Regions from separate parts of the Rattus norvegicus genome. Here region 1 is linked to region 2. Evidence: chromatin contacts called from public Hi-C data. All regions are on one chromosome and are shown on one strand. Each heading gives the region's core, a stretch centred on a gene start, on an enhancer-like site or on the middle of the called end of the contact. The rest is flanking DNA. Distances are from core to core; before and after follow the strand shown.

Region 1 (3,222 bases), core at 319-2,818, 240 kb after region 2:
TAGTTCTCGGGCAGCCAGCACTCTGTAGAGAAACCCTGTCGGTTTGTTTTATTTTGTAATAAATTCATGTATATACAGTTTTGTGTCTAGAGAAAGTACAGAAAACAATGTTTCTGTAATCTGCATTTCCTAATTGGTGTTTAGGAAAGGAGGCAAAAAGGGCTTAGGTTTTTGGCCAGTTTGGGCTGCTGCTGCTGCTTCTTCTTCTTCTTCTTCTTCTTCTTCTTCTTCTTCTTCTTCTTCTTCTTCTTCTTCTTCTTCTTCTTCTTCTTCTTCTTCTTCTTCTTCTTCTTCTTCTTTTCTTCTTCTTCTTCTTCTTCTTCTTCTTCTTCTTCTTCTTCTTCTTCTTCTTCTTCTTCTTCTTCTTCTCCTTCTCCTTCTCCTTCTCCTTCTCCTTCTCCTTCTCCTTCTCCTTCTCCTTCTCCTTCTCCTTCTTCTTCTTCTTCTTCTTCTTCTTCTTCTTCTTCTTCTTCTTCTTCTTCTTCAATATTTATTTACTTTATGTATGTGAGTACACTGTTGCTGTCTTCAGACACACCAGAAAAGGGCATCTGATCCCATTACAGATGGTTGTGAGCCACTGTGTGGTTGCTGGGCGTTGAACTCAGGACCTCTGGAAGAGCAGTCAGCATTCTTAATCGCTGAGCCTCTCACCAGCCCTTGGACTACATCTTAAAAAACAAAGCAAATAATCAGACTGTCCCTTCTAGAAACTTACATGGCATGTGAGTATCCTGTGGTAAACATGCGATGGGTCACATCTTCGCAAATACTGTCTGCAATTCTTTGTCTCCCGGCTACGCAAGCAGCTCCTAGTTTACATAAGTAGTAGGTGGGAAATGTTTGCAGGTCAGTGTGAAGAACATGGAGGGAGAAACAAAAGCAGGACTCAGTTGCTTTGTTACCCACGCTGCACCATGAAGGGCTCAGTTTCGTTGCTTTTGTGGCTGCACAGCATCATTCCCTCCATGCTGCTCAGTGTTAGCATTGACCCTAAGCCGAGGTTGACAGGGACAAGATTTTGGCAGCCCAGTATCATCAATACTGCAGAAGGTGTGTTTCTGTGGTTACAGACACCGAAGTAAAAATATAATGCACACAGTGTCGTGTTGCTGAAAACTGATCTCATAGAACTTAACCTTCCCCAAGGAGGGCAGCAGTACTCTTGTCTCCCTCATATCTGGGTAATGGAATTCTTGAAGCCGGCCTCAGAGAGAAGATCCTGCAAACATGGCTATTTTGAAGAAGCGCATCTTGGCTGCTTTCAGCCTCCAGGCGGAAGCTCACCTGTTACATTTTCCCATTTTGTCATGCTTAGCTCTTGCCTGGCTCCGGGCCACCAACGGAGTATATTTAGACCTCTATGCTGTTTGCATTTGGCCTTCAACAAACAGGTAAAAAAAAAAAAAAAAAAAAAGGAGTGGAAGAACTCTAGGTTACTTTATTTAGGAATACAATCCGGCGGCTGAACTTGAGCGTAAATCATCTGCCGAGGCTATTTTTATCTCCAGGATTGCTTCACCTCCAGGGAACCAGCCGGGAGAGCTCCTGTGGCCCCTTTTGTCTGCTCCAACCAGGGCAGGCCCGTCCTCCAGCCCCGCCCCACCTGTGCTGTGAAGGGCACAGAGTTGACTGAGCGCTTGTTTTCTTTTGCTTTCACTTCTCTCTAGAGAAAATACTTAGAAAGTGAGGGTGGAACAGGGAAGGTATTAACTACACTTGAGCACTTCGGTTCAATTTAGCAAACACTTGTTAAGTGCCTACTGTGTTTAAGGTACAACAGGCTCACTCTGGAGAAGAGTGCTTCTCTCCTTCATTTTCTTTCCCCCCTCCCTTCTGTTTTAGTAATTTCTCCATTCCTTTCTCCCTTTCTCTTTTTCTCCCCTCCCTTCCTCCTTCCCTCCCTCCTTTCCCTTCCTTCCCTCCTTTCCCTCCTTTCCCTTCCTTCCCTTCTTTCCCTTCCCTCCCCTCCCTTCAACTCCTTTCCCCTCCCTTCCCCTCCCTTCCCCTCCCTCCACCTCTCTCCTCTCCCTTCCCTCCCCTCCACCTCCCTCCTCTCCCTTCCTCTTCTTCTCCTCCCTTCCCCTCCCTCCACCTCCCTTCCCCTCCCTCCTCCACTCTGTCCTCCTTTCCTTCTCCTTTTGCTTTTGTCATCTTATTTTTCCTCTTTCCCGTTCTCTCTCCTTCCTTCATTTCATTGCCTCTCTTTCCTCTTTCCCTTCATACAGATTAAGTGCTTTCTCTGTGTGTGTGCAGGATTACTTTGCATTCACACATATTGGCTGGGATGGGTGGGGCGGGATGTCTTTCCTCTATCAGTCTCCATCTTATATTTTGTGACTGGGTTTCTCAAGGAACCAGTGGCTCAGTGATGGTTCACGTAGGCAGGCTGGGCTGAGAGCCTCTAGGCTCTTGCTGTCTCTTCCTGCTGCTGGATTTGGGTTTATAGGTGTGAGCCTCTGCACTTCAGTTTTCCACTGGTACCGGGGGTCTGAATTCTCGTCCCTAGCTTGCACAGCCAGCACTTTCCCCACTGACACATGTCTGCAGCCTACACGTGTTCTTATAAGCCCTTTCCTTAAATTTCCTTCATGGCTCTGGCACTCCTCGTGCTCACTAGGAAATTAGTGACATTTTACTTCATTTTCCTTTCAAATAAATAAGGAGCAGTTATGGACCCACTTGCTGTTTGTGACTGACTTACAGTGAGACAGTCTTCAGGAGGTGGGGTTTGAATGGTGTGGTACTTGTCACACCCTGTGTGAGGCATCTGTGCAGAGTTAATATTCTACATTGGCTTAACAGTGAAAGCTGGAGCTGAGAGCTACCCCAGCCTGGTAACAGTGTTGTGATGAAATTCTCACAGGGCAGCATCTCTGCCCTGAGGTCAGACATGAAGGCTCAGCTCTTTTGAAGCAGCTTCCAGGCAGGGCCAATAGGGTGAGACTCTGGAACGTGTGCCGAGTCTTCTGATAGCATCTACCACAGGGTATGGTCCTGGGCTTTTGGAACAAAATGAAAATTTTTCCTCTTGGAAACATGTGGGCTTAGTGGGTCATTTCTGAACATCCTGTTATGGACTGGGATGCATTGATGATATAGGGTATCCCACTGTCTGTTCACTTACAAATACAAAACAAGGCCTACCTCTGAGAAAGAAACTATTCTTGACTGGATAGTCTTCTCCCAGAGGGCCAACTAGGAACTGCACAGGGACTAGTG
Region 2 (2,873 bases), core at 8-2,507:
GCTGTGTGAGCACCTCCCCAGCTCATTAGCCGAGCAGCACTTTCCACACAGAGGTGTGCACAGAAATCTAAGGTGAACTAATCAACCGAGGTAAGAGTAAGTTTTTGGACCTAGAGAGGTGGCTCAGCGGTTAAGAGCACTGACTGCTCTGCCAGAGGTCCTGAGTTCAATTCCCAGCAACCACATGGTGGCTCACAACCATCTGTAATGAGACCTGATGCCCTCTTCTGGAGTGGCTGAAGACAGCTTCAGTGTTCTTGCATGCATAAAGTAAGTAGATATTTAAAAAAAAAAAAAAAAGCTAAAAAGGCTTTTTTGGTAATCCACAGGGCCTCTAGCAGATTTTAATCATTTTGAATTTCACCTAATTGTTTGCTGACTTTATTTCTTTTAGGAAAACATGGTTATCTAAAAGCCCAATTATCCCTCCGCAGACAGAGCTCCTCATAAGGTTGCCTGTATGCCTTGTCGGAATTGTCTGCCATGTCGCCCAGAAACTGCTCCCCAGCCATCCCACGGGTCTCATAGCCTGTCAGCTACCCCACCTTACATCTACTAAACTGAAAATTCGCCTGTGGGAAAGACTGAAGCAAAGCTTACAGAAGCACAGGTTATGCCACAAATAAGACTAATAAATAAGGCAGGATTCTAAAGCAACCACAGCAAAAATGTTAAACAGTAAGCTGGTAGCTTCTCTTACTGACGAGCCTCGGTGGTAATTACTGAATTTTACTCATTAGGTAATTGGCGGAGCTCCGGAACACAAAGGGCAGGGTGATAAAACTCCACATCTGCGCGGTGGCCCCGCCCTCGCACTGCTGGCAGAGAGGGTGACGTCACCCTGTCTGAGCCAGCCGCTCCGCTGCAGAGCCTGCAGGATACTGCTCTAGTGCAGGGAGGCAGTGTTAGCACAATGTGTGGGGGTGGGGGTGGGGTAGCCTCGCAAACCTCTAGATCAGAGTCACAGGAAGGAAGTGCTTTAATGAGTCGGACTCTTCTGTAAGTGTGTTTAATTATGTAAGAATGTTAGAGAACAAAGGTTACATTTTCCCCCTAATACTAATATGTTAAAAAAAAAAAAGCCAACACGATCAATTGATGTTTATGTCATTTTTATAAAAATATATGATCCCAGATTGGATACGAAAATGAATCATCCATGTCAGGAATGTGGATATGTTCACAAACTAGCACATGAACAGTACACGACAAAACGGGTCCTAATCTTTAGTAATAACCACTACTGCTTTACTAACCACCTGATTGGCTGGCTCATCCTGTCTCGGGAGTGACAGCCCACAATAGCCGAAGAAGAGCATGGGCTGTACTCACTCGAGGGAACACCAACGGAGAGCTCTGGCTCTTAATTTCTTACACAAAATACACAGGACAAGCTGAACTGCCCAAAGGATGGAAGGCTGGTTAGAGTATTACACAAGCCTTAAAATAAAGGAAGAAATCTGTAGACTTTATTGATGTTTTGACGAGGCATTAATGGTTCCCTGGAAGTTAATTCATAGCATATAATAGGCCAGTTGTCCAAAAAGGCATTATAAAAGGGGTTCCAACTTCCTCTAGTCTCACAAATGAGAAAGGAAACAGGTCCAAGAGCACCTTTAATCTTCTGATCCCCAGACGGACATGGAGGCATACAGAGAAACTGTATTTCTCTAAGTAATGCAAAATAAGACACCTGCCCCCTCTGTCTCTCTGTGCTTCTATCTGTCTGCCTGTCTGTCTCTGTCTGTCTCTCTGTGTGTGCATGTGTGCTACAAAGCCAGACAGTAGATGCCACCCTAATTACATATGTGTATTTCACTCATGCACACATGCACACACATGGTTCTGCAAAGCCAACCTGATCCAAAGACTGCTTTGCAGAAGAGTCCAGGGAATTGAACCAGAGTGACAAAACCTGATCCCTGAGTTATGTGAATGGATTCCAGCCCAGCCAAGATTGATTGCTAAAAGAAATCCTGGTCCATTATTACATCAAGCATTTCATTCATTTAAATAGCCATGCCTGGCTTCCCTTGCCTTCCACCGTCCCATCTTCCTGGTCAGTGTTCCCGCAGGTGGCCTTGCTGTGTCTACAGCCTCCTAATCACTGGTCAATAGTCCTTCTGACCCCACCACTCAAACTTGGCTTCTAGCTCACGTCTCCTTCTACTGCTTTCTCCCTAACCGTTTTCCATGATGCCCTTCTGTGGCTTCCTGATGCCTTCACATAAGACATAAGCTCCCTGACATGACATAATCCTTCAGATGTGATGTCACTTGCCAATACTAATTCTCTCCCCAGGCAAAAATAAAAGAACCCCAACCACATGTTCAACTCCTGGCCCTTTGAACTCCTATGCACACCACTAGAACCCCACTCCCATCATTCCTGTTCCTGGGGCACAGTGCACACACCAGGAACCCTGCTGCTGGATTCATAACCCACTCAGCTCCCATAGCACCCAGGCCTTCGTCACAACATGGGAATGACCTAATACTGGTCACAGGGTCACTACGCATTGTATCCCACTGTGTGGGATAAAAAAGAAAAACCCCAAGCCGTCACTGAGCCTAGGTAAACAACACCTGAAGCTGGCAGATTTCAATGCCAGTCTACAAATGGGGTCCCCAAAAATCACAGAATTAACCATACTCTGAAGCTCACAATGGCCAGGCAGTTAAGGCGACTCATTCTCTTGTTGTCTGATATACTTAATGACTAGTACATAACACTGTGTTTACAATTCCTTCATATTTTAAGATAGGAAAAGGTTTTACTTTGAGGTTTTTACAATGTAATTAAAACATTATCTTCTGCCCTAATCACTATTACCTCTGATGAAGAAAGGAAGGGTAGACCATGACAAGGGAGA

Evidence for each region. Hi-C and Micro-C count contacts between places; a contact is called where the count stands out from the background.
Region 1: a contact with region 2 is called in a Hi-C map of the A7r5 cell line, with 3 times the contacts expected there. The contact joins two enhancer-like sites. A contact is called at or near these places in 12 of 12 Hi-C or Micro-C datasets (the A7r5 cell line, the Rat2 cell line, Schwann cells and 7 more) and 1 of 1 datasets of contacts at active chromatin or transcription factors (oligodendrocytes).

What each region holds. Positions count from the first base shown.
Region 1 is chr2:80,671,048-80,674,269 of GRCr8, forward strand. It overlaps a transcript of Dnah5 not described here. Among named protein-coding and RNA genes, the nearest start is that of Krt18l1, 32 kb to the left of the region's middle. Within about 2 kb of position 1,569, at least 23 of the 93 cell types and tissues checked have an H3K27ac peak or open chromatin away from gene starts, as enhancers often do. A contact at or near this core is called in the A7r5 cell line, hepatocytes and kidney, where this site is marked.
Region 2 is chr2:80,433,499-80,436,371 of GRCr8, forward strand. All of the region lies in intron 1 of Trio (trio Rho guanine nucleotide exchange factor), which reads right to left. Among named protein-coding and RNA genes, the nearest start is that of Trio, 97 kb to the right of the region's middle. Within about 2 kb of position 1,258, at least 76 of the 93 cell types and tissues checked have an H3K27ac peak or open chromatin away from gene starts, as enhancers often do. A contact at or near this core is called in the A7r5 cell line, hepatocytes and kidney, where this site is marked.